Linked DNA regions of Mus musculus: all the other regions are linked to region 3. Evidence: chromatin contacts called from public HiChIP or PLAC-seq and promoter capture Hi-C data. All regions are on one chromosome and are shown on one strand. The core of a region is the stretch at or near the end of the contact, and the rest is flanking DNA. Distances in the headings are between cores, read along the strand shown.

What was found. Promoter capture Hi-C pulls out the DNA fragments that hold promoters and counts their contacts. HiChIP or PLAC-seq counts read pairs in DNA pulled down with a chosen protein or histone mark.
Region 1: a contact with region 3 is called in a promoter capture Hi-C map of pre-B cells, with 6 times the contacts expected there. The contact joins the promoter of AI662270 here to the promoter of Zfp207 in region 3. A contact is called at or near these places in 1 of 39 promoter capture datasets (pre-B cells) and 1 of 484 Hi-C or Micro-C datasets (B cells).
Region 2: an H3K4me3 HiChIP or PLAC-seq map of stem cell-derived neural progenitor cells shows a contact between it and region 3, with 7 times the contacts expected there. The contact joins the promoter of Nle1 here to the promoter of Zfp207 in region 3. A contact is called at or near these places in 5 of 39 promoter capture datasets (the 3T3-L1 cell line, cranial neural crest, liver and 1 more) and 1 of 115 datasets of contacts at active chromatin or transcription factors (stem cell-derived neural progenitor cells).
Region 4: a promoter capture Hi-C map of pre-B cells shows a contact between it and region 3, with 3 times the contacts expected there. The contact joins the promoter of Pex12 here to the promoter of Zfp207 in region 3. A contact is called at or near these places in 12 of 39 promoter capture datasets (the 3T3-L1 cell line, 3T3-L1-derived adipocytes, the C10 cell line and 8 more) and 1 of 484 Hi-C or Micro-C datasets (the G1E-ER4 cell line).
Region 5: a contact with region 3 is called in a promoter capture Hi-C map of pre-B cells, with 2.4 times the contacts expected there. The contact joins the promoter of Phf12 here to the promoter of Zfp207 in region 3. A contact is called at or near these places in 1 of 39 promoter capture datasets (pre-B cells) and 1 of 115 datasets of contacts at active chromatin or transcription factors (astrocytes).
Region 6: a promoter capture Hi-C map of stem cell-derived epiblast-like cells shows a contact between it and region 3, with 2.8 times the contacts expected there. The contact joins the promoter of Slfn5os here to the promoter of Zfp207 in region 3. A contact is called at or near these places in 2 of 39 promoter capture datasets (the 3T3-L1 cell line and stem cell-derived epiblast-like cells).
Region 7: a promoter capture Hi-C map of liver shows a contact between it and region 3, with 6 times the contacts expected there. The contact joins the promoter of Rffl here to the promoter of Zfp207 in region 3. A contact is called at or near these places in 2 of 39 promoter capture datasets (liver and stem cell-derived epiblast-like cells) and 1 of 115 datasets of contacts at active chromatin or transcription factors (large pre-B cells).

What each region holds. Positions count from the first base shown.
Region 1 is chr11:83,221,389-83,224,872 of GRCm38.p6, reverse strand. AI662270 (expressed sequence AI662270) reads right to left here and starts at 1,297. Exons shown (of 4, transcript NR_015519.1): 1 at 1,222-1,297; 2 at 563-663; 3 at 242-421.
Region 2 is chr11:82,906,314-82,909,850 of GRCm38.p6, reverse strand. It overlaps Nle1 (notchless homolog 1), which reads left to right and starts at 1,456. Exons shown (of 13, transcript NM_145431.2): 1 at 1,456-1,512; 2 at 1,616-1,759; 3 at 2,081-2,298; 4 at 3,347-3,426. The coding sequence starts at 1,495.
Region 3 is chr11:80,381,212-80,385,083 of GRCm38.p6, reverse strand. It overlaps Zfp207 (zinc finger protein 207), which reads right to left and starts at 1,805. Exons shown (of 12, transcript NM_001130169.1): 1 at 1,589-1,805. The coding sequence starts at 1,629.
Region 4 is chr11:83,297,164-83,300,933 of GRCm38.p6, reverse strand. It overlaps Pex12 (peroxisomal biogenesis factor 12), which reads left to right and starts at 1,957. Exons shown (of 4, transcript NM_001364762.1): 1 at 1,957-2,222; 2 at 2,381-2,618; 3 at 2,893-3,446. The coding sequence starts at 2,493. It also overlaps a transcript of Ap2b1 not described here.
Region 5 is chr11:77,981,500-77,985,459 of GRCm38.p6, reverse strand. Phf12 (PHD finger protein 12) reads right to left here and starts at 2,644. Exons shown (of 15, transcript NM_174852.3): 1 at 2,083-2,644; 2 at 1,263-1,444. The coding sequence starts at 2,148.
Region 6 is chr11:82,958,151-82,962,119 of GRCm38.p6, reverse strand. It overlaps Slfn5os (schlafen 5, opposite strand), which reads left to right and starts at 1,439. Exons shown (of 3, transcript NR_045932.1): 1 at 1,439-1,515. Slfn5 (schlafen 5) reads right to left here. Exons shown (of 6, transcript NM_183201.4): 4 at 3,318-3,443; 5 at 1,392-2,115; 6 at 1-1,220. The coding sequence ends at 416.
Region 7 is chr11:82,869,475-82,873,132 of GRCm38.p6, reverse strand. It overlaps Rffl (ring finger and FYVE like domain containing protein), which reads left to right and starts at 1,923. Exons shown (of 7, transcript NM_001007465.3): 1 at 1,923-2,125. Rad51d (RAD51 paralog D) reads left to right here. Exons shown (of 10, transcript NM_011235.4): 10 at 1-70.

The DNA of each region.
Region 1 (3,484 bases), core at 48-2,547, 2.8 Mb before region 3:
AGGAGGGGGCAAGCAGTCCCTTTTATAGTGAGTCAGGTATACCTGGCTGTTGCCAGAAACTGTGGGCAGAGCCTAGACAAAATGCCAACCCGGGCTGCTGCACCTGGTACCTCTCTTTCCTCCCTCCCTCTCCTCCATCTCCTAAAAAAGCTAGGGACATGTTCATTCTGGACGCTCCAAGAAGATTCTGCCCCGTGGCTCTGCCTCCCTTTCAATCCACAAACTTTCTCTTCCACTATACCTGGGACCAGTCCTCTTCCTTTCTTTTTATTTCTTTTTCTCATACACATGGCGCCGAAAACCAGGACCAGTCATGTTTTCTTTCTTTCTTTCTCTTTTTCATTCAGCCAAGATGAAGGATTTTGCCCAGAACCACTCCGGGTCCCCAGAAAATGGCGGCAGAGGTAGTTTGCAGAGTCATCTAAAGGCGTATACCCATAAAGCCATTTGGCTTTCCCATCAGGTCCAATTAGAAGCAAACACATATCTTTACGTACTTCCTGCTTTTGTACCCAACCCTCCCCCTTAATTCAGGCAGGGGCATGCATGTTTCCTCACTTACCAACTGGGGGCAGGCTCCTAGAAGAAACTTCCATGCCGATGTTTCAATGTTTCGTTTTGGTAACACAAACTAACAGGCAGCCACGAAAACTCTTGACCAAACTCAATGCAGTAAAGAGTGCATTTTATACAGGGCTTTTAATATGAAGTTTCCTCCCCCCCCCCCCCATCTAATATATAGGCTAACTTATAATTGGATTTTTAAAACCTTCAGGTTGGATTTTAAAGTTAGCCTGGATGCGGAGGAAGGAAGGGCCAGCCAGGCGATACAGAGGGACTCATGTGAGCCTTGTGGCAGAAACTAAAACCACATGCTGGTCTCCTTGTCCTTTCTTGACAGCCTTCAGGGAGGGTGACAGGAGCGGTTGCAGGAAGGATGTGATAAATCTCACATACATTCAAAACATTTCTCAGGCCTCATGGTTATTTTCTGTGTTTCCTTCTCTTGCTCTCCATGATCTGAGGATATTGTTCCTTCCGCACTGGTCAGTTTCTTCTAAAGAGGCCCCCCGTGTGATTTCAGTTATATAGCAGGACTTTCTGACCCAGAAGCAGTACAAATGATGACACAGAGGCTATCGGGTATTTTAAAGCTTAAGCCTATAGCTGGGCAGATTTCCAACCAACTTTCTAGTTCATCCCGATTTGTCCTGGCATTACCTTCCATGTGTGGCCAGCTCTGCGTCTCTGCTCCTGTTCAGGTCCATCTTTCATCTCCGAGGCCCCAGGCGACTTTGGCGCCTTTGCTTTCTTTTTCCAGAGTCCCTCCCCAGGAAGTTCTGCCCTCCACTCTCTGCCCAGCTATTGGCTGTCAGCTCTTTATTACAGCCAATAAGCAAGTAAAGAAGGTCTAATATTTACAAAATATAGGACCTCTGATAGGCCACAGAAATAATACTAAGAGGCAGGCAGATTTCTGAGTTCGAGGCCAGCCTGGTCTACAAAGTGAGTGCCAGTGACAGCCAGGGCTACACAGAGAAACCCTGTCTCGAAAAAAACAAAAAAACATAACAAAACAAAAAAACAAAAACAAAAAAACCCCGACAACAACAAAAAAAGAAATAATACCAAGATCCGGCTCGCACTCAGCTGTCTGGCTAGTGCTTAGTTTGCTGATGGTTTATCCCTCAACATTGAGTATATAGAGAGCCACCTTCACATAATGCACCCCTAACTCAACTACAAGGATTTTGCTTTTACCTTTGGTGCCAGATCGTTAGTCCTGGTTTTACTCAGTGCTGGCCAGTGGATGAAATCAAGAGTCATGACCTTTTGTCTTCTCTCTCCTGAGAAGATTCCATACAGCAAGCCTGTAAGCTCCTCTCAGTAGTCTTGGTCCGTATTTAATATTTCATAAATGTTTGCTTTAAATTTGGCCTGAAGTGGTTGCGTTCATTTTTTTTTTTCCCAGCAAAACCCAGTATAAACATAAACCCTGCAGATGCACTCAGGCGATGCTGGGAGGCAGAAATCAGAGTGGCCAAGGACCTGGCACAGTCATCAGTGTTCCAATGTCTAGTTGCACAGCTAAAGTGAGAATTCCCCAGGATGCCTGGTACTCCAGGGATTATGCAAGGATGCCTCTGAAACAGACTCCTGTCCATTACATTCTCCTTGTCAGACTGATGGAACCTCTATGAGACACTAGTCATTTGTTACAGTTGTCTTTGATGTCATGTATATTTTGGTCTCTTAAGTCAATATCTGATCCATCTTTGTGTGTTAAGACTTGGAAGGCTATGAAACTAGATGACACAAGAGGGACTGATGGACCTCTGAAGGAAAGAAGTCCAATCGTTACATGTCATTGTCCTCTCTTATGTATCTATCCTATGTTTGTATGTTCTGACTCAGGGCTGTAAGGCACAGCTGCACCCAGGGCTCCAGGTGGTGCCTAGCTCCACCTTCAGCTGCTTCTTGGGAGCAGGAAAACTGCATTGATAAAAACTTCACATCTCAGAACACTGAGTATGCATAAGGGGATGGGGTTGGATGAAGGATTCACAAGTAAATCCCCGGGCTCAATGGAGAGCTTTGTAAAACCTGGGGTCCCACATGGAAGCCAGGCACTGCCAAACTGCCTTGTCCCTCTTCTGCATCAGGCCAGAACCAGCTCCTGTCCAAGCTATGGATGAGTCTGATTTCTACCCTGTATGTTTAGATGTGGATCTTATGTGTATGAATGTACATGACCATTGCATGCTAGTTTCTGCCTGGTCACGAATTCAAGAATAAATGTTATTTCTTATTCCTTCTGCCAGTTACTTGTGCTCAGAATTCACCTCTGGTTTTCCTGAACACTGGATTTAATATAATAGAAATTCAAATGTTGTTTAAATATGGGTAATATTCAAATTGTTCTATAATGTTCTTCGTTATTGCTGGCTCTGAAAGTGGGTTATAGCTCACCTTTTTCAGACCCAGGCATGATTTTAAACTCCAGGGTCAAATACTAAAAGGATTGACTTATAAATTATCAGATATGGTTAAAAAAATCTATAATATCTATAACAAAGAATTAAGTTAAAGCTAGTAGTAGGTTGAGCCATTAAAAGCTTATACTTCAATATATTTAAAACATGCTGCATGATTCTACTCTGGGACATAAGCAACATGTGGCTGTCACAGACTTGACTGTGAGATAAGGCAGTGTCCTGTATGATTTAGTTTGTTGGGAGGTGCCTGTGGCTCAAGGGTGTCAGCAGATTCCAGGTTCTGCATTTTTATTGTTGTTTTTCATTTTAAGTACAGAGCATCGTGGTCACAAAAGTTCACTTTACAATTTCATCATCACTAGGAATCTAACCACAATTATGATCCCAATGTTTGTTTTAGGAAAACAGTTGGTTCTAAGATGATGTAATATGTTATATACCCATTAGATGGGGATATTACTTTTTCTTTTCAAAAATAGATGTTGGAT
Region 2 (3,537 bases), core at 207-2,706, 2.5 Mb before region 3:
GGTGGATAGACAGATGCTCTGCTTTCATGGGATGGATCCCAAGCCTGGAACCTCATTTGTGGTCCAAGCAATGAGGTATTGACAAAGGATCCCACTGCAAGCAAAGAAGCTTTGGTTCTGTGGCGTTTGGATCAAGGGATCCTACATTCAATTCCTGATTTCATAATTCAGTCCACAAGCGTTTCTTCTGTGTCCCCTATATACCGGGGGACATGACTGATAATGAGGAAATGACTGAAAATGCCGGAAAACTTGGAAAACACAGGACAAGACAGACAGGGTCCCCGAAAAACCAAAAGGAAAAAAGAAAAAAAAGAAGAGAAAAAAAAGAAAGACAGGGTCCTGGGAAAGGCTTCCCTAAGTAATTGAACTAATCTATGCAAAGTTCTGAGAACACTATCTGGCAAAGAATAGAGGCTCAATTCGCTTTGTCGGATGAATGAATGTATGCATGTAGGAATGAGTATATTTAAGCCGAGAGATAAACAATGTGAAGAAGGCCAGAAGGCAGCGTCCCTAGCAAATGGAGTCGTTGTTCTCAGATGAGGAAAAGCCTCCAAAGAGCACACGGGTCCCTCTGGCCTTCTTCAACTTTTATTAGTCTCGTTTGTTTGTTTGTTTGTTTGTTTGTCTGAGACAGGGAGTTCTTTTGGAGACCTTCAATGTCCTGGAACTTACTCTGTAGACCAGGCTGGCTTTAAGTTCAGAGATCTATCTGCCTGTCTTTGTCTCGCAAGAGCCTGGATTAAAGGCATGTTCTACCACAACCTATTTAATAGTTCCTTATAGGCTCTATATTCTTTGAACTTGTACAAGAGGAGAGCAGAGACTCAAATCTGTCCACAAAAGTTCCAGACAGAATAAATTGCCTATGCAAAAGCAGATACAGGAGAGGGCCACACCTTGAAAGAGCTCAGAAAAAAAAAATCCCAAAACAGCTGGGCACCGCGGCCCATCCGATATTCCCAGCATCCCATCCTGGGAGGCACAGACAAGAGGATCATGGAGTTCAAGGTCTACTTAGGCTACACACCCTCAGCCTATCTCAATACATACATGCATACATGCGCGCGCGCGCGCGCACACACACACACACACACACACACACACACACACACACACACACACACACATACACAAACTAAATCCCACAAGCCCACCTATAAAAGTTTCTGCCTCAACCCAATAGTTTTCTGGTTTGTATTTTCACCCCTGCTGCCTGGACCCTGGAAGTGTCATCCTCCACCATCTCCTGCCTCTGTGAGCTAGGCGGGCAAATCAATTAATTTCTCTGAGTTTTGGAGACTAAAATTGGCCAGAATCGCTACTGTGAAAAGAAGGCGCGAAGGGAGGCCACCATTGGCAATCCCGGCCTCCGAGAGCGGCTTGACTCCTCCGAACACGAGAGGGCGCTGTAGCCGGAGGTTGCCCGGCGCGACATGGATTTAACGCTCCGTCTTTCCGCCTCGGTTCTCCTCCACGTGGGGACGCAGGATGGCGGCGGCGGTGGTGGTAGGTGTACGCGCACGGGGCGGGGATGCCGGGTCTCCGCGTGGGGTACCGAGGCCCGAGGGGAGGGGAGGGGGACTGACAGTCTCGCGGCTTGATTCTGCAGGAAGAGGCGGCGGCAGGCGACGTGCAGCGGCTGCTCGTACAGTTCCAGGATGAGGGCGGTCAGCTGCTGGGCTCCCCGTTCGACGTGCCAGTGGACATCACGCCGGACAAGCTGCAGCTGGTGTGCAACGCGCTGCTGGCCCAGGTGAGCACCCCAAAACGAAGCCACGGTGTTCCGGGGACCCAGCTGCTCACCGACAGTGTCGGTGGCGTGGATCGGCCCCAGGAAAAATGTTCTCCGCGCCGACTCACCTACAGACAGGCTGTGTTTTGAACGCGTCGGATGCAGTGTTTCCGTGACTTCTTGTCACAGCCCAACATAAGCATCCCCATTTTACAGAGATGCCCAGCGGGATTAAATTTGTCGCATGGTGGTATGCAGTAGTTGGGATTGAGCCGACTCCCGCTGAGGGCAGGCATTCATCCCTCCGAGCAGAGTTCCTCTTTACTCTGTTCTTGCCTTCAGGAGGAGCCCCTGCCCCTGGCGTTCTACGTCCACGATGCTGAGATTGTGTCCTCCCTGGGGAAGACGCTGGAGTCCCAGTCTGTGGAGACAGAGAAAATCGTCGATATCATCTACCAGCCCCAAGCTGTCTTCAGGGTCCGGGCTGTGACGCGGTGCACCAGCTCATTGGAGGGTCACAGCGAAGCTGTCATTTCTGTGGCCTTCAGCCCCACAGGAAAGTAAGGACATGGGCAGAATCTTTGGGATGTGGAGGTGTGTCCTCTGACAGGTGGAGAGGACCATCCTGAGTTATTATTCACAGGGTCTTAGGCTGCCTGCCTGTCATAGACTTGGGGTCTGGACTCACGTTGCAAGTAACAGACTTTCTTATTGGGGTTTGGTCCCCAAAGGCTAAGAATAGTACCTGGCTCAGAAGAGCCTATCTTGGTTTGAACTACTCCTTTCCGAAGTCAGGTTTCTGCATCTGTTACTTCCCTATGAATCCTTTCTTGTAGGACTCTAAGAATAAGAACAGTTGAGCCAGGTGGTGGTAGTCCACACCTTTAATCTCAGCACTCAGGAAGCAGAGGCAGGCGGATCTCTGTGAGTTCAAGGCCAGACTGATCTAAATAGTTCCAGAACAGCAAGGGCTACATAGAGAGACTCTACCTCCAACAACAGAAGAATATGAAAAGCTTCAAAAGCTTTTTCTAGAAATTTCCAAGGAGGTAGAGACTAGGCGGGCAGGTCTTTGTGAATTCTAAGCCAGCCTTTTCTACAGAACAAGTTCTAGGTCAGCCAGGGCTAACCAGAGAAACCCTGTCTTTTAAAAAAAAAAAAAAAAGAAAGGTGCGGGGTGGGCTGGAGAGATGGCTCAGGGGTTAAGAGCACTGGTTGCTCTCCTAGAGGGCCTGAGTTCAATTCCCAGCACCCCGTAAGAGCTCACAACTGTCTGTAACTCAAATCTCAGGGGATCCAATGTGCACATTGTGTACAGATACATGTGTAGGCAGGATGCCTGTTCATGTAGAATAAAGATTTAAAAGCATTAAAAACACATACAAAGTGGATGGATGAATGGAGTGAGTGAGCTGTTCCTGTTGGGAAGGAAGAAGAGAGAAGTGGCCTCCTAGGGTCTTTTCCTAGATGGCATTAGTGTCCTATTTCTCCTCAGGGAATGGAGAGTCTGTTCCCAGAAGATGGTTGGCTAGGCAGCAGGAATACCCATGCGCAGTGTCTCAGGGTGGGCCCCACCACTGCAGCAGTCAAGCGGCCTCTCTTCCCCAGGTACCTGGCCAGTGGTTCCGGAGACACCACTGTGCGCTTCTGGGATCTCAGCACTGAGACACCGCACTTCACATGCAAAGGTCGGTGTGCCTTTAACCACTTACGGGGGCTTAGTGCGTGCCAAGTGGTTAGCTCAGTAGCTCCTGGTAGGGCCTCAGAAGACTCCAACCCATTAGCACCCTGTTCACAGC
Region 3 (3,872 bases), core at 556-3,055:
AGTAAGTTCCAGGGCAGTCAGGCTACATGGATGAACCAAGAGTTCAAGTTTTGTGATCCAGCATAGCATGAAGCCCTGCCACAAAGAACACACACACACCCCAAATTTTGACCTTTAAATTATTTCAACATTTACAAATGTACATGCTAAGAGTGTCAGCTAGACAGTAGTGCCTTTAATCGCAGCACTTGGGAGCCAGAAACAAGTGGAACTCTTAAATTTCAGGCCAGGCTAGCCTACAGAGCAAGTTCCAGGACAGACTGAGACACACTGAGAAAACCTGTCTTAAAGAACAAAAACAAATAAAAGGAGTTCCATGAAGGAGAAAGGGTTAACCAAAATCAAGTGAGCCAGGACCAGTGGCACACTGCAGGCAATCTGTGGCAGGAATGACTACATCTGAACTAGATAAACTTGGTATGCAGTCTAAGATCATAAGCCCAAATAAAAATCTTTTAGCCTGGCATACCCCATGCCTTTGATTTCAACACTCCACATGCAAAGGCAGATATTTATTCTGAGTGCCAGGTCAGACAGCAAGACTAACTCAAAATATTTCTTTTCAAAAGAAAAGGCAACTTCAAACTGGGCAGTGGTGATCCATGCCTTCAATCCCAGCACTGGGGAAGCAGAGACAGGCGGAGGCCAGCCTGGTGGACAGAGCAATTTCCAGACAACCAGACCCCCAATCCCAAATAAAAAGACAGAGGGGGGGGGGAGGCAATTTCACAATTCATTAAATATACAATAGAGTTGAAACTGGGAATTCATAATCCATTATACAACTCATGACAAAGGGCACATTCAACTAAGAATCCATAAAATTTCTTCCAGTTTCATTATTAATCTATGCATTCAGGAAATGTAAATTCGCATATACTAAGAGTTCTGACCTCGCAAGACTTTTTCTGTGAGTGCATTAAATAATTCGTGACGGATTTTTAGCTACTTAACTATTTTAAAAACAAATTTGTCTTGAGACAAATAGTTTTCTTGTAATAGATTAAAAAAAATCAGTTTAGCGTAATACGTTATCCACAAAAAAAAAAAAAAAAAAAAAAGAGAGAAAATTGTTTTCCTTCTTAACAGTTTAACCAGTCCTACAAAATTGGGTAACGATAATAGAAACTCCACCCAGTTAAGCAACCGCTTCCCCAAGATTAAGGCGCCCGAAAGAGAGGCGGAAGCCGATTCTTCACCGCGAGGGGGGGGGGGCTAGTCACAGTTCAATTATCCAGGGAGTCAGGACATTTACCCCAAACTCAAGTCCCTTTGTGGGGTCTTCAACGAAACAACGGAGACAGGAGTTCTTAGGGACGACTGCACTTGGGGAACGTCTCCAGGCCCAATGATCGCGACAAACAAGCGCCTGAGTCACCGAGTTCAGCGCCACCAAACTCCGGAGCCCTCTCGCCCGAAGAACCCCATTTTACAAGAAACCACCCCAAATCCTAACCCAGCCACAGCACAAAGGCTCGGCTGGGCCCGGCCGGGCCCTACCAAACAGGCTTAACCCAAACCTATCAGACTTGTGTTCTCAAGAAGCGACACCCACGCTCGGCCTCCACGTCAACCCCACAAAGGATACCAGCACCACGGCTTGAGCTGCTTCTTCTTCTTGCGACCCATAACTGCGCCCTACAGAACAGGCAGAATAGAGGCGGAAAGAAGCTGGAAAAAACAAAAAACAAAAAACCCAAGAGACTCGCAGAGTTCTCCACACCAACCGCCACCAGCGCGTCCCGCAGGAAACAGACACAAAATGGCCGACACCCTCGTTCTATCTCCACCTCCCATCAGCCACCGCGGTGAGAGCTGTGCGGGTCACGTGACGCAGGCTTCGGCCCTGAGTGGCTGAGCGGGCGCTGCCGCCATCTTAATGGGGTTAAGTGGTGGTGGCGCTCCCGGGCTGAGGACGCTGATCCTTTAGAGCTTGGGTCATCCAGTACGTCGGCTATCCCGTATGCAAATTGAAGGGAGGAAAAGATTAGGAGTATAATTAAGGATAGATTACAAATAAATAAAGATAATTGGGACATGGTCAATTTGGGTTTTGTTTTGTTTTGTTTTTTGCTGTTGTGTGTTTTGCTTTTATTTTTTGAGATGGGTCTCTTCATAGCCCTGCTGATAGAGGAAATGACCAAGCTGGCCTCAAACTCAAAGATGCGCCTGCTTCTGCCTGCCAGCGACTGTTTGGGATTAAAGGCACACGCCCGGATTGCGACCTGGTCAATTTTTAAATCTTGTTTCAGTTGCCTTTCGGGAGTGGGGCGTATATGGTCAAGGAAGAGTTACCGTTTTTTTTTTCAGTGAACCACAGTCTAGGAAGCAGTATGGGTGAGATCAGCAGTAGCGATAAGGGAAATGTGAAGTGCTTCAGAATCGCAAAAAGGCAATCCTTAAGCGGCTTCGGAGAACATAGGAATGTTTAGAAAGATGAAAGAAGATGCAGTGGGAGAAAGCTTAAGTTATCTTATTACCTGGGTCTTGTGTCTGTTGTCCCAGCACTCAGAAGGCCAAGACAGAAAATGCTATGAGGCTAAGACTTAGAGGCTAGCCTGGAGAACAAAGCCTGATCTTGTCTTTGAATAAAAAAAAAAAAATTTTTTTTTTAAAATGCAGTGAGCCAAGCATGGATGGTGCATGCCTTTAATCCCAGCACTCAAAAGGCTGAGGCTGGTGGATCTGAATGTATAGCCAGGTTCCTGCCTACATAGAACATTCAGGGTTATGTAGAGAAACCTTGTATCGAAGTTTTAATTACTGATAAAATGCAGTGTTTGAGGATTTGAACTTAAAAGTAACAAGACAGGAAAAGTGTTGCTGGCAAAAGATAATCCTGGAAAATGTGGCAAGGAAGAGTGTAAGAGAATTGGATATTGTATATGCTGAAGTCTCTTGAAACCACAGAAAGGTTCGCAAACAAAAAATGTTGGTGGAACATGCCTGCAATCAGGGAATTCCAGGAGGCTGAGGCTGGAGTTAAAGGTCTAACCTCAGTTACATAGTGAATTAAATAATGCCTGGGATACATGAAACTTCATTTAAAAGTAAGATTGAGGGGCCTGGAGAGATGGCTCAGCTGTTAAGAGCACTGAAACTCACTCTGTAGACCAGGCTAGCCTCAAAAGCAGAAATCCGCCTGCCTCTGCCTCCCAAGTGCTAGGATTAAAGTCATGGACCACCACTGCCTGGCTTAATTACTCCTTTTTTTAACTTTTACAATTTTCTAATACTGCCGCCCAAAGTCTTAGGTTGCCTTTCAATTCTGTCTGAATTCTGTCTTCGGGACAACCTATACTGTGTTTGCACAGATCTATGAGAATCTGATGTTTCTGAGTTCATACGGTTGCTAGGACACTACCCTGTTTTCATGAGATGAACCCCATAAGTGGAATCAATAGGACTCTACAAGCTTGTGCTTTAAAAATGTAGAGTCACAGCCTTGCCTTTAATCCCAACACTGGGAGGCAGAGGCTGGCAGATCTCCAGCCTGGCCTACAGAGGGTTCCAGGACAGCTAAGGCTACACAGAGAAACCCTGTCTTATCAAACAAACAAACAATAAACAAATCAGTAAAAGAGAGAAAGAAAGAAAAAAAAAAGAAGTAAAATCAGGGAATATATCCATGAAACATTTCATGAGTTGTGTTTTTATATTTTCTCAACAAACCCAGGATATTGGGGTCATTTTTAACCTGTTAATATAGATCAGATAGTTAAGGGGCTGGATCTGTATGGGTCTGGAGCTTAGTAGGTAGAATGTTTGCCCAGCATGCACAAAGCTTTGGGTCAACCCTAGGCATTCCATGGAAGCACAGCCTATAATCCCAGAACTCAGAGAAGTAGGCTCCAAAAGGTGATGTCTGACCT
Region 4 (3,770 bases), core at 708-3,207, 2.9 Mb before region 3:
CCCCTTCCTCCCCCTTTCACCTCTTTCCCCCTTTCCTCACTGCCAGGTAGCCCACTGCCTCAGGCGCTGGGGTTACATATATATGCCAGCACCTTCTGTCAGAAGAATCTGACCGTGGACACAATGAGCACTTGACACTTGTTCACTGTAACAAGGTTACTTGGATGAAACGTTACTAATTCCTGCTAGAGAGAACGCTAAGGGAGTTATATAGTCCTGTTCTTTTTGAGCTATCTTGTTTTGTGAGCTACTCCATTTAAACGTTGCATCTGTACAAGTATGTGTCGGTACCTCAGGAGACCAGAGAGAGCACTGTATCCCTGGAGCTGGGCTTACAGTTAATTGTGAGCCTCTGAATGTGGGTGCTGAAAACTGAACTCAGGCCCTCTGCAAGAGCAACAAGTGCTCTCACCTGCCCATCATCTCTCCAGCCTTCCCACCTAGAGTTTAAGTTCCTTTTGTTTTAAAATAGCCTGCTTCTGTTCTTTGCAACTAAAAACCTTAATTGATGCAAATGTTTCATTTTCTACCTGTTTTAGCTATTTCTTAGCTGTGTGTTTTTGCTATTCACTTAAAAGCATAAACAGCTAGAGAGATGCTCAGTGGGCTGGAGAGATGGCTCAGTGGGCTGGAGAGGTGGCTCAGTGGGCTGGAGAGGTGGCTCAGTGGGCTGGAGAGATGGCTCAGTGGGCTGGAGAGGTGGCTCAGTGGGCTGGAGAGGTGGCTTGGTGGGCTGGAGAGATGGCTCAGTGGTTAACAGCACTGGTTGCTCTCGCAGAGGACCTGACTTTGGTTCCCAGCACACACATGGTCTGTAACTCCAGTTCCAGAGAATCAAACATACTTTTTTGACCTTTGCAGTTACCAGGCTGCATGTGGCACATACATATATGTGCCAGCAAATACTAGTACAACCTAAAAATCTTTTTAAAATTAAGACCCCATTGGTTAGCATGCGATATTTACCAGATGCTTTATGTAGTTCTCGGGTCCTTAAAACTCAAGGCTGAGCACGAAAGCCAACTTGAATGCTAGCCAAGGATATGTACATAAACCTTAAGACTCTTAAGCTGAAGCCGGGCGTTGGTGGCGCATGCCTTTAATCCCAGCACTCGGGAGGCAGAGGCAGGCGGATTTCTGAGTTCGAGATCAGCCTGGTCTACAGAGTGAGTTCCAGATCAGCCAAGGGCTACACAGAGAAACCCTGTCTCGAAAAAAAAAACCAAAAATCAAAAAAACTTTTAAGCTGAAACAAACATTATTTAAAACAAAAATCTTTAATACTTTTTAGAAATTCAACAATTGCACTTCTGACAGTGACTTTAGTGAAGTATGGATCATACTTTAGAACTATAAAAAAACTTCAAAATTTAAATTGAAACTAAAACCAATCCCTTTATAAGGTTCTCATTATACAAACCAATTGCCCACTTTTATACCCTAAGGTCCTCTAGAGCTGAATGCTACTATTCAGTTCGAGAATCATAACGATCCCTGCGCTGCTAATACTGCTAATACCTACTGAGCTGGAGGGCAGGAATCAATTTCATCTAGCAGAATGTGCCTAGAGCTATAACTTAATTTTACACATGGATGACAAGTTAAGCTGTCTGTAAGTAAGTAAAAAAGTAGCCGTCCTAAATTCTGGTAGGCAAGAATGAATCTTTTGTCATTTTAGTAAAACTTGCTGATAACTGACTAACACTCGGGAAGGTGGCCGACTTTGAGCTAAGCACCACCTGGCAGAAAGGACCTGGCTTGATCTCCCATGGCAACCGGCGTCAGGCAGGGACCCCAGCTCGGCACAGAGGCTCGAGTACCGCCCTCCAGGAAGCTTCGCTCAGAGCTAACCAGGAACAGAATGCACTCACTGCACTAACCCGTCGCCTCGTCGTCAGGGGGGCGGAAACGGAAGTCCCAGTTGGTCATAGAGTTCCCGAGTTCCGGCTCAGGGCTACATTCGATGCTAGAGCGCCTGTCTTCCGCCCGCCGTGTGGAGGTCCTCGGAGCTTCTGTTTCCGGGTACGGTTTCGGTCACAAAGCCGAGACCTCCTTTCGCAGGTGGCGTCACGGGTCCTCTGCTCCGTGCCCGAGGTCAGCAAGCAAGGACGGGCGCTTCTCAGGCAGCCGCCGGAGCCGGGCCTCGCAGCTCCCGGACTGCGGTTCGAGCGACACGTTTCTTGGCCCACTCCCCGCCTCCGAGTCACGCTCTGCCCTGTGAGGTGCAGCATTTGACAAGTCATTCCCCAGACCCCACGTGCCACGTCCCCAGCTCCGGAGTTAACAGTCCTTACTTTGAGACTCCCTCTCCTCCGCCTCCATATAAGCTCCCCCCACCCACCCCCGTTGATTTTTCACTCCTGTAAAATTCAATTTTTAGTTTCAGGTGCCATGCAGAAGGACTAAGACTCAGCACCCGTTTGATACAAAAACAAGTTCATGCTCACTAGAGTGTTCGTGGGAAAAGTGAATCCCAGTTCACACAAGACACAATGGCTGAGTATGGGGCTCACATCACAACTGCTTCAGTGGCGGACGACCAGCCATCCATCTTTGAGGTGGTAGCACAGGACAGTTTAATGACAGCAGTGAGACCCGCTCTTCAGCATGTGGTCAAGGTAAGGTATTACTTCTCTGAATCGTTTCAGGGACGACTGGATAAAACTCCAAACATTTTACTAGTAACCCTAAGTTTGCAATGATCGCCATGTGTCATTTGTATCCAGGACTTAATGGGCATCCATTCAAAGAGCTCTGTACTCCATTCCTATGACCTCAGGAACTCAGACTATACCCCAAAAGCCAATTACTTAAGCCAGGTGTATTGAATTTAAAAGGAAAAGGCTGATGTGAATACAAACTGAAGACTGTAATAAAATGTTTTTGCATCAGGTTCTTGCAGAATCAAATCCTGCGCACTATGGCTTCCTCTGGCGGTGGTTTGATGAAATCTTCACTCTGCTAGACTTCCTGCTCCAGCAGCATTATCTTTCTAGAACTAGTGCCTCATTTTCTGAACACTTTTATGGCTTAAAGCGGATTGTGGCAGGGAGCTCGCCGCATCTTCAGAGACCGGCCAGTGCTGGTCTTCCCAAGGAACACCTCTGGAAATCTGCCATGTTCCTTGTCCTTCTTCCCTATCTGAAAGTGAAGCTAGAGAAGCTGGCTTCTAGCTTGAGAGAAGAAGACGAATACTCTATTCACCCCCCTTCTTCTCGCTGGAAACGATTCTACAGAGCCTTTCTGGCGGCCTACCCTTTTGTTAACATGGCCTGGGAAGGCTGGTTTCTTACACAACAACTGCGTTACATCTTGGGGAAAGCTGAGCATCACTCTCCCCTGCTGAAACTGGCTGGAGTTCGGTTAGCTCGACTGACAGCTCAGGACATGCAAGCTATCAAACAGAGACTGGTTGAAGCCAGTGCAATGCAGGAGCCCGTCAGAAGGTAAGGCCATTCCTAAAACCCCTTTATTAACAAAATTTGAAAATTTGTACCAATCATCCGGTCTACCCTAGCTATTAAGTCACAGAAGTTATTCCTCACATCCATAAAGCATGGGCCACCATCCTGGTGACCTCTCTCATAATAGGCACACCTTTGTGCATGCTTGGTGTATGTAAGAGCCCCATGCGTGGTATTTGCTTTGTGTTATCTTATGCCTCATCACAACCTGAATTAAATGCAGTGGCTTCATTTAACAGTTGAGGGAACCACTAGCCAGAAGATGGCAGAGCAAAGATTCAAGGCAAAGCGATATAATTAATTCTA
Region 5 (3,960 bases), core at 1,395-3,894, 2.4 Mb after region 3:
AAAAAGGGCGGCACAAAACAAAGAACAGGAACCCCTCCTTTCCAATCAGAATGGGAACGAACAACCCCCCTACCCCACCCCAGGAGCCATCTTCTCCCAAGCACTAGCCTCGGGTCAACTGTTGCTGAACAGAACAAGAGGCTATCTGGGTTCAAAGTAGAGATGTGGGGTTTGTGTGCAGGGCAGAAAGGTGATCTTCTGGCAGAAGATAGTTTAAACTCTTTTGCAGGAGTGCTCTGGGCTGAGCGGCTGAGAAGGATCAAGCAGCGCAGCGGGTGATCAACCCAGCCCCACCCCCACCCCCTTCAGTTGGGGTGGGAGAGCTCACAGCTTTCCAGCTCTCAGCTGCTTAAAACTGCCTTTCCGGAGCCACCGAACACAATCCTGCCCCAGCAGCAAAGAATTTTGAGGCGAAGGGCTCGCTGAACCAGAGCAGAGAAGAGAAATCGGCGCCCAAGGGCAATTTTAATTGTCTAACCCGGCCCGATTTCCTAAGAGGCAGCAGCGGAGTAGGGAGGAGGGAAGGGGGAGGAGGGAGGCAGCACCGGAGTGGCAACAGGGGGCAAGATGCAGAGAAAGGGATCAAGCCTGCAGAGCCTAGCCCTGGTCCTCAAGAAGCTTCTGCAGAAAGGGCTCATGGGCTACCTCCACCGTTCTCCCGAAGACGTTTGCAAATCATATATGCAGCCAAAATGGCGCTGAGAATAAAAATATAATTTAAAGGCAGGTCGCCATATTGTAAACACAGAGGCAGAGAAGTGGTCTTGAGAGACACCATTCATGATTTCCTGCACCATCGTAAGCACCCGCTCTCCTGAGTCAGGACCAGGGTTAACTGGGTGGCCGAGGCTCCGCGCATTAAGCCCAAGGAGAGCCCAGCCAGGCAGGAGCCCTAAGGGCGGCGGGCGCGCGCGGCCGCCAAGCGGCACTGGACCTGGAGCTCCTCCCCTTCCTCCCCCGCCGCCGCCGCCGCCGCCGCCGCCGGCCGCACTCGGCCGCTCAGTCCCGGCTCCCAACCTACAACCAATCTCAGATGGGGCTCACCTCACTCCTCCCAACCCCCATCCCGGGGTCAAGACACGCCGCTGCTCCTTCCCGCAAATTGGCCGGATCCCGGCAAATACCAAGGGCGCAGAGGCGCTCGCCCCAGCGACTAGAGAGTCGGCTAGCGGCTGCAAGCTCCCGTTATTTCTACAGGCCTGGTGAAGGAATGTGCTGAGTAGGGTCTGCCAAGGGGCTCCAAAGGGGTCCCCAGCCCTTACCAGCACTGGAGGTGGAAGGCGGCAGGGCAGTGATCGCAGCACAAGAGATCCCCACCTTCCTTGCAGCTATCGCAGCTGTCGTGGTTGGTGGCCCTGCCGCTTCTCCGGGACTCCTTCTCGGGCTTCCGACTCCGCTTTTCTGCCTCGTCCGTCTTGGGGGGAGCCAGCAGAGCTTGGATTTGCTGCACACACATACAGACGGCATGTGTGCACATTCGGAGCTCCCGGGTAGCCCGTAGTCCCACCGGCGCCGCTTCTCCGTCACCCACCCCTCTTCCCCCTTTTGTCCTTCTTCCTCCCATCCAGGCTGCTTCCAGAACCTCTCGGTCCCCGGAATCAAGGGGAGCCCACCCTAACTGCGTTCCTGCAGCACAACAAGAAAAGCTCCTTCCAAATGGGGAGGACCAGGGTAGGGGGATGGGGAGAGGGTGCGCGGTTCTCTTCTTGCCACTTCCTTGTATGGACAGTGGGGGACTCCAAAGCCCGGCTCGGGAGAGGCCCGAAGCTTGGTACCCGGACGTGCAGGGGGAAGCACAAAGGGGCCGACAAGAAGGGGGTGGGGAGGCCTGCCGGTGCAATGAAATGGAGTGGGCTGAAGCCTCAGGGAGCGAATCGAGGGCGGCTGGTAGGTGAAACTGCTGCAGACGTCCTCGGAAGCTAAGCTCAGTCCCCCAAATTGCAAAGAGGGGAGGAAGAGACTGGGTGAGGAAGAACAACCCCCCCTTTTCCCGGCCCTCTGGCGCTTCGAGCTTAGGGCCGGCTTTGTGGGGCGGAGGTACCCTCCTGGCACTGGGGGGAAAAGGATGAGGGCCACTCTTACCTCCATCAGCCCCCCCGACGTGTCCAAGTCGTACACGATCGTCTTGGTCTCCATTTTCTCCCACATTCATCCACCTCTCGGGCTGGGCGCTCTCTGCTCCGGCCCCCCCAGCCCCGGGGGGAGGGGGGAGGAGGGGAAGGGGGCACCTCTGACCCCCGGTCCCCTTCTCTCTTCCCAACACAGGTTCCGACTTCCTCGCCCTGGCTCCCCCCCACCCCCCGGCCCCCAGTCCCTGGGACGGCAGCGTCCTCCCCACGGGCCGCGAGAGGGGAGCAACCCCTCAGCCCCGGCCCAGCGGCTGGCTGCACAGTGGATCCCGGCTCCGGGGGTCAGGCCTCGGCGGGGGCCTAGGCCCACAGGCTAAAGCTGGCGCTGGCGACCGCTGGTCCGGCCGGGAAGGCTAGCGGGCGCTGCCATCCCGGGCTTGGGGGACCGGAGGGGGGGGTGAGAGGTTAGGTGAGGTTGTGGTTCGTGAGGTGACTCTGGGGAGGATGATGGGGGGTGGTCCCCGGGCTCCGCCTCTCGCCGCCGCTGCCGTCTGCGTCCCGGCTGCCGCGCACTTGGCGCAAACTTACCGCGAGCGCCCGCAAAGCCACCCGCGCAGGCGCCCCGGGATCGCCGCTCGCCGCGCGCAACCGCAGTGACAGCCGGCGGCCTGGCTCCCGCGCAGCCGCGGTGATGGGGTACCCCCCGGCGCGCAGCCGCGCTGGCATTCGCCCGGAGCCCAGAAGCCCCGCCTCTCCGCCGTGCGCCGGCGTACTGCGATTGGAGGGCGGAACCTGAGGCCTCGCTTAGGCGCCTGGGAAAGCGCGTAGGGGTCACGGCGCAGCCGCAGGAACTGGAAGACGCATCACCCATTGGTGTTTGTGTGCGGACCACGGGCTCTGGTCCCGCGCAGGCGTGTTGGGTCGCCACCCTCCCGTCCCCTCACACAGCCGCCTCACGCGCAGGCGCGTTGTACCTGGAGGCCTGCACAAAAAAAAAAAAAAAAAAAAAAAGCTTCTCCTTTCGCCATTTTGGTAATGAGATTTGGGGCTACCATGCCCTTGGAGTCCTCAGTCACGACCAAGGAGGAGCGTGGGATGCTGTATGGAGCTGGTAGCTTTCGGCTGCAGCAGTACCCATATGGATGGTGTAGTGGACTGTTTGTCTCCAGTGTCAGGTGTGTCTGGACTAGGCCGCCATATTGGTAAAGAGGGAAAAAAAAAGCATTGCGACAAAAAAAAAAAAAAAAAAAGACGCTTTTGGTGGCAGATCGGATGACTGCTCTTTCCACTTCATTTCCACTCTCAGCACCTAATTTTAGCACGAGCATTGCTGCCTTGGGTCCCGATGGAACCCAAGATATTTCAAGCTGTTCTTACCCTCTCTTAACCACTGTCCCTGTGAACTACTCCGAAAGAGGAAGTCAAAAGCCCAAACAGTCCGTAATCCTGACAACGCCCAGCTACCTGCCTACAGCTGACTTCAATCCCCATCTTGCAACGCGCAGAGTTCAAAGGGTGAACGGGACCGCTTTGCACTCTGGTAGTTAGACTCGCGATGGATCTGATGGATTGTGGGAGTTGTAGTTCAGCCTTCAGGCGCTGCACTGGACCATAGGATGTACACGAAGAAAAGCCTGCCGGGAAAGGATACTTTTGAGAGCTGCCGTATTGCACACTGGGGTTTGTAGTTTGAGCCCCTCACCTCGCATTCTGAGCAGAGAGACATACCTCTCTTTGGGTGTGCGCTGTTATGCCCTTGTTATCACTTTCCAATATGGACAGATACTCTGCCTAATTGCGAATGAATGAACCCCACTAGGCATTAATTAACACTGGTGACATGCAGCTATGTCCTGCCGTTTCTTTCTTTCGTTTGTTCGTTCTGTTAAGA
Region 6 (3,969 bases), core at 190-2,689, 2.6 Mb before region 3:
TCTCCCCCTCTCCCCTTCATGCTCCCTCCACACACCAAGATCAAGCATTTCTGCCGGTGGCTGTGTTAAAAACAAGGAAAATATCTGAGTCTACGAGAAGTCAGCAGTCATCTCATAATTAGCTCTTTCCTGCCTACCTCAAACAACCAGTCCTTCCTGATACACACACACACATACACACACACACACAGAGAGAGAGAGAGAGAGAGAGAGAGAGAGAGAGAAAGGATATCTCAGTGCCAGCTAATTGCTCTGCTGTCTCTTCCTACTGTCTACATCCCCCATACTCATATTTGCTTGCCCTGAGTGTGGCTGATTGTACATGAAATGTTTTTGGTGCTTAAATGTTTAGATCAAAGAGCTTCAAAGACAGCTAGAGACCAACCCAAGCTAACTGAAAACTGGCATCTTCCTATCAAAACACAACCTTTACAATATACAGATGTGTCCTTGCCCTGGAAGCCAGACAGAGCAGAGCATTGTAGAAAATGGCCGTCTCAGATCCCATTGGAATGATCCCAAACACAATACTTCTTTCCATGCCTGAAAATCGGTGAACACTCTCCAACACGACGTGACTACCCAGACTATCCAACCCCTCCCTGACCTGCACTAGTAAACTGGGCTCCTCAGCGAGCTGAGACATGGACCTCCTCCTCATTGCTAGCAGAAGCTTGTCTCTACATTTTTCTATATCTCTGGCTCTAGTGAAAAGAACAGCAACATCCGTGAAATAGCCAGACCTCCAAAGACTCTGGCATTTCTCTGCTACATAGACTGACATCTGCTCCAAATTCAAGTTATCAGTAATCTCTAAGTTGCCTGTGACATCTGGACCCCATTCAAGTTCTTCACCCACCATCAAGGCTTCTTGGGGGACATTTGGGGGAGGATTTTCTCTGATTTGATGCATTATATCCTGAAGGTAGCTGGTTATGTTGTCTCCGCTGCGGAGCATTCTGGTGAGCTTCAATAACGGCTTCTGGTGTTGGAGCTCAGGGAGGCCACTGCAACACAAGTGATTGATCTGAAAGTAATCCAGAAAAATGTAGAGAACTCCTGGGCCATCTCTCGCTCTCTGAGTGATGGCTTTGGCCTTTGCGTACCAGTTCCCGTCCTCCGTTCGGAAATTCTGAGCTTCGTCCACGATGATATGTTGCACATTATCAAAGGTATTTTTCATGAAGGTTTTCCGTGTCACTGCCTGGCAAACGTTTTTCCTGATGCAAGTGTAAGAAACACAGTCAGATTTCCTCAGCTAAGCAAAGAAAGGCAGCCCAATAGATAGGAATAGTTCCTGAGCATGGAAGCAACAACCCAGAGCTTAGCCCTCGAAAGCCACGCCCATTCAAATTGCCCACCAGAAAGAAATGAATAGTCAGGTTGCTTACCTCACAATGAACCTCTTCAAGGACTGGTTCTCACAGATGTAAAGAATGTTGTCAGCTTGACAGTTGAACACATTCCTGATCTTCCCCACGATCATGAGAGCTAGAGTGGTCTTCCCTGATCCAGGTAAGCCGTGAACAAACATCTCTCTGTGCTTGCTCAGGTTAGTTGAAAGCAACCCGTACTGTTGGTCTGAGAGCAGGGCCACAGTCTCAGACTCCAAGTTTAACTCTTCATTTAACAGGGGTCTGAACCCAAACAAGATGATCACAAGAGATTGCAACAGAGCTTCCACCTGCTGTGTGGTTATGAAGTTATAGGATTCGGGGTACACTGGCATTTCTAAGTCATTCCTTACTCTTTGGTGAGAACCCAGTGGTAAGACCAAGGGAATGATGCCTAATCTTCCAGGGTAGCCACCCATGTTCACCAGCTTCTGCTTCAGGGTACGGGCAACTTTCATGGAATAGTGCCTGTTCCCCAGATCCCACTTGTTGCAAATGGTGTACAGGATTGGAACGTTGTTCGGGGAAATCAGAAGAGCGTCACAGATGACATCTTGCCTCCTCTGAAGACCTAGATCTACAGCCCAGCTGTGGGAGAAGATCAATATCCCTTGAGAGAAACAGCGCATTTCCATATTTATTAAGTTTCTTAGTCCTCTGTAATCTGCGAAGAGGTCCTTGTAGACGCTCTCTGGAGTATATGTAATCCTGTTGGGTGACACTAGACAAGGAAAGAATCGGAATGAATCAGAGACAAGCTAATAATCACCATTGCTGTGGGAATCTTTCTTGAATAAGCACTCTTGAATAATCTTTCTTGAATAACACCAATGAGAGTGGAAGAGAGGACCAGTGGATGAAAAGCCTTCATGCCCGTGCCATCTGTAATAACGCATTACACTTTAAAACCACTAGGTGGAGGGAGCGAGCAAGCAAGATTTTATAGAGTATGTGGCAGGCAGCAGGATTTAGAGGGCCAGGACTTATTTATTTATTTGTCTATTTATTTATTAACTGTTTCTCCAGGTCATTCTGTTTCAGATGGCAAGTGAAGCCCTGCTTGGCCAACAGATGTACAAGCAGTGCTTTAAGTAAATCACTAAACAAATCAGTAGCTAGTAATTAGTCTTACTCTACCATTATATGATGTAGATCTCGATCTTTGAGCTCTATCATGTATCAATGATCAGTTTTATATTAGTAACAAAAAGAGAAGCAATCTTGAGTCTGAGGGAGCCCATAACCAGCTGTGATCAACATGGACTACACTGAGAACACAGTAGCCAAGGCAGCAAGAAAGAACCTCTCTTGGACTATGAGAACACTAGTGGGAAGGTGGTGCATGCCTTTAATCCCAGCCCTCGGGAGGCAGAGGCAGGCAGATTTCTGAGTTCGAGGCCAGCCTCTACAAAGTGAGTTCCAGGACAGCCAGGGCTACACAGAGAAACCCTGTCTAAATTTGTCTTTGTTCTATGTCCTGCAAAAGCTTAATGGTGAAACAACTAAAACCAAGAAAAATCCAGAAACACCAGAATGTTTCAAAATATTTTCTTATCAATAAGAGAACCTAGAAAATCTATGAACAAAGTCACAAGATGTACCTGGACATGGTCCACACTCAGCCCTGCACTTGCACATGGCACATGGCAATAATGCACTCGTTCTCACTGCTAATGTTGGATGCTGCAACTACATTGCAACATACTTACCCACTGTGGTAATGGTTGTAAGCCATCATGTGGGTTCTGGGAATCAAATCCAGGTCCTCTGAAAGAGCAGCCAGTGCTTTTAACTGTTAAGCCACAGCTCCAGCCCCTCTCTGCACTTTCCATAGGTGGTTTTGTATGGACTCAAAACAAGGCTTTTCTCCCCCAAATATGGAAACAGTCAACCTGTTCCAAAGTGGCCAGAAACAACAGTTACCTGGAAAGTAATCCTTCTGCAGGTCTTCCACACATTTCAAATATTTATGTGTGAACACGGTCTTGCTGCAGGGTGTGGTGTTTAACATACTCTTCCAGGGGATCATCTGAGGGAAACTGGAAAGGTCTGAGGAAACATGAAACAACCGTTGAGTACACAGAGGGCAGAAAACGCCTCTTAGCTGAACCATTTGCAGATATTTGCATTTCCAGCACAGATCAGCTAGAAACCAAACCCAGGTTCTCTGCCAGAACTGCCCATGCTCCTAACCTCTGAGCTACCTCTCCAAACCTTTAATAGTTAATCATATTGAAATAAAATTATTGTATATTTTTAGAATACTATTTTAAGTATATGTGAATAGAAAATGTGACGGTCAATGGTCTAGGATTCTGAATAATTTTGAAATGACCTTTTTGTTTGTTTGTTTTGTTACTTTTTAATTGGTTATTCTGTTTACTTTTCAAATGTTCTTCCCCTTCCCAGTTTCCCCTCCACAAGCCCCCTATCTCCTCCTCCCTCCCTGTTTTGTTACTTTTGAAGTTACCATTGGCTTCCTCTCATCTAAGCCCATTTTGTCTTGCCTTTTCTAAAGCAGATGCCTATCACATCCCTGCTCTCTGGCCTGGCAGTATGGTTAGTGTCATACTGT
Region 7 (3,658 bases), core at 674-3,173, 2.5 Mb before region 3:
GCGTGTGCTTTATAAATATGTATTGGAAAGTACTTAGCAAATGAGTAGAAATAATAAAAATATGTCAAAGGAAACAGCTCCTATAAATATGTCACTTGGTAGACAAATTAGTGTTTTATTACTACTAAATACTATTGCTCGCCGAAAAGGATTTCAGATTACTCGCACAATGGGTACATTATTGAATGCCTCTGCGGAAGGGCACGATAAAGATGAAAAATTGTGATGGTGATAACGCCTAAGGTGGAGAAAGGAGGGGTGTGGGTCCGAGGCCTCGCTCCAGTAAGCTGCTCATTATTTAGCAGCAGTCGGATGATTTAGCCACAATATGGACCAGAGGGCCCTGAAAAAAGGATTTCTGTTGGATACCATGAATTCAGGCCCTGATTATCGTCCGACTGGGGGTGGGGTGGGGTGGGGTGGGGGGTAAGTGCACTTCCTTTTCAGAACTGGGCACTCTGGTTGTGAGTTAACAACAACAACAACAAAAATCGCAGGTCTGGATCTCCTTTCACTTCTGTTTTGGACCTATTACATGTCTGTGGCTATCATTCATATCCAGAGATGGACAGTGTGGTGAAGAACCTGTGTCTCCAGCACGGCGCTCAGACCCATTTCAGAAATATCAGAGGATGGACAATGTTGGTGCGTCAAAGGAACGGAAACCAGAAAGGGAAGGGAGAAAATGATATACACCTTTGTGGAGGAAAAAGTCCGGAGAGAAGCGGAGCTCATAGGGAACTGCAGCAAAGCGAAGCTGCAGAAATAAGCAGGCAGGAGAAAGGGGCAAGGGGCGAACATCCAACTCAGGTGCCAGGGGTCCTTAGAAGGCGGGGCTCCCTGTACACTCCAGGTTGGAGAAAGAAAGAGTTTTGCATCTGAGTTCTGCTTTTCTCTGTGTGGAAGCTCGAAAATTACTTAAAATGTAGATCCTTGTTGATAACAAGCATATAACAGTACAGAGCGTGCTGGGGTGTTCTGAGAACTGGAAATAGCAAAGGGCTTATAAAGTGAGTCTGGTACGGATGCACATATTTTAGCTCTGGTTCCCTTCTGATAGTCTTTATTTTAAAATACAAGGGGTAGCACTGTGGTAGAGCACTTGTCTAGTATGTACAAAAATCCCAAGCACCAAAATATTGAATAAATCAAAATACAAATTGCTCAGGAAAACTCTGAGAGGTCTTTGATGGGAACCTGAAGCATAAGAAAATGATGTCACTAGACACCAGCCAGAAGAATTAGCATTTATATGACTTCCGTGACTAGGCATCTTCTTAGATCACTGGCTAATGATCCCCTATGCTACCCTGGTGTTTTATGCTTTACTAAGGCCTTTGTGCATTATCTCATTTAATGTGCGGGCCCAACCGGCCTTTCTGGGATGGGGAAGATATTGGAAAGGTTAAGTGCCTGCCAAAAGGTGCACGGGTGATGAACGATGGCTGGGTGGTTTCTTAGCAGTCGTTTTTATTGTACTGCAACCTTTCTCAGCTGTGTCCCCACCTTCCTAACATGAAAGTAGCTTATCCAAGGAGGAAAAGACAGGTTATGATGCCCCACTGAATTGGCTTTTAATATCGCCAAGAAACTTAATAAATTAGATGAGTCTGGGGTTCTGGAAATCTGTCGGGTACGATGAAACATGAAATCAAGGGTTCAATATTCAAACTTTACTATAAAGCTAGTTAGTGATCTTAAGGGACTTGCTCAAGATCACCACATAAGGGATTGGTTGGCTCGGCCTAGACTGGGGACTCCACACCTAGCCGGGCTCCGACAGAGGGCGCTCGCGGAGGCTTGCACTCTAGACCGCCGCGCGCCCGATTCCTCTCTATGGTGGCGGGGGCGTGCGCTCCCGCGGGGGTGGGGTGGAGGGCGGGGCCGCAAGCCGGGAGGGCGGGGCCGCACGCTGGACGGGCGGGGCCCACGCCGAGCCGCGGGGGACTGGGTTAGTGGGGGTGGACTTCCTGGGGCCGCCCGTGAGGATGTGGTTCGGGCACCCGGGCGCCCCTCAGGCGTGGAGTTGCGGCGGCCGCAGACCCCGCAGCCCCGCTGCCTGAGTGGCCGCGGTCGGGATCTGGCCTCTGCCGTCCCAGGTGTGGCCCGGCAGCGTCCGCGGCAGGTGAGGAGGCGGTGGCTGTGGCTGTGGCGGGTTGGGCTGGAGGATCCGGTGCTTCAGGCTGTGCTCCGGGGGGTGTGAGGATCCAGCTGCGCTCCGGGAGTGGGGCAGCCCTTTCCAGGAACTCCCCACCGCCAGGTCACCCCACACCTGTCCCATGAAAGTGCCGCAAAGCATTTCGTCTGTGTGCGCCGTAACCCGGGACGTGTGTCCTCAACTTGTACCCAAGTGTCGTAAGAACCCGGTAGGTCCTGGGGAAGGATGCATTTCTGTAGGACAGAAAACCGTCTACAGAGGCAGAGCTTTGGCGGCACTGGCTCTCTACCAGGAGGACCCTGGAGATTCGGAGTTTGGAGGTTAGATGGGAAGTTTGGGATGCTGCTCTCCCCTCCTCCCTCCTCCCTGCCAGAGTCTGCTGTCTGCCTCTTGGGAGTCGACCTCTGTCCCCGACGTGTGTTAGGTCGCCACTGTGTGGTCCTGGCCGAGACTCAGAGGGAAGTAGGGCCCCTCTCCAGCTGGCTGCCCAGGAGACATTTGACCGGGCATGGGGAAGTCTGGGTAGATCAGGGGAGTCCACAGCCTTTCCTGGCGTCTGTTTGAGCTCCGATTTAAGACCGGTAGAAAAAAACAACAGCAGCGTACTTCTTCCTTTTTTCTTTTTTTTTTTAAAGCTGTCATGGGGGTGGGGGGGTGCTGTTGTGTAATCGAGGAAGATTTCCACATTCCTCTCAGTCCACCACGGGGAAGATTATTCTTAGCTCGGAAATGGGGTTTTACCCACAACTCACACTCTGTGCCCTGGTTAAAGGCTAGAGTGACGCATGAACAAACACCCCAGGATGCGTGTGGCCTTCCAAGAAAATAGTAACCTCCTTATGTATGTTTTGGCTGGTGGCTTGGAGAACCGAGAGACTTCCTGTCGCCACTTTTGAGAGCTGCATGGTGGTTCTTGCCTTGACAGTTCAGTATACTGAAATGTGGGCAAGGCTGTTCGAATACTGTGGCATTTTTCTAGGAATGGAAGGGGACTATGTCCTGGGCAGTTTGTAGAGTTCTAAGACCAAAACTGGCCGTATATTTCCTTTGTGGCAGCTTCCTTATCCTTCCCTCCTCTCCCCCCCCCCCCCATTCTTTCTAATGTTAGCAACTGTTTGTAAAATTTCATATTTGCTAATTCTGGACTCCAGAGTACAGTTAAAAAGTTGTGGTTTATTGGAGGACAGTAGCAGATTGATGTGTCAGGGCTAATTAATAACTTGATGGTGTTCAAAGATGTCCATGTAACAGAGGATACACACTCACCTTAATGTTTAATCACAGAGCCCAGTACATTAAAACTTCTTAGGCCGGGCAGTGGTGGCGCACGTCTTTAATCCCAGCACTTGGGAGGCAGAGGCAGGCGGATTTCTGATTTTGAGGCCAGCCTGGTCTACAGAGTGAGTTCCAGGACAGCCAGGGCTATAGAGAAACCCTGTCTTGGAAAATCCAACCAAAAAACAAAAAAGTTCTTATATTGATTAGCTGTGATCCTGACTC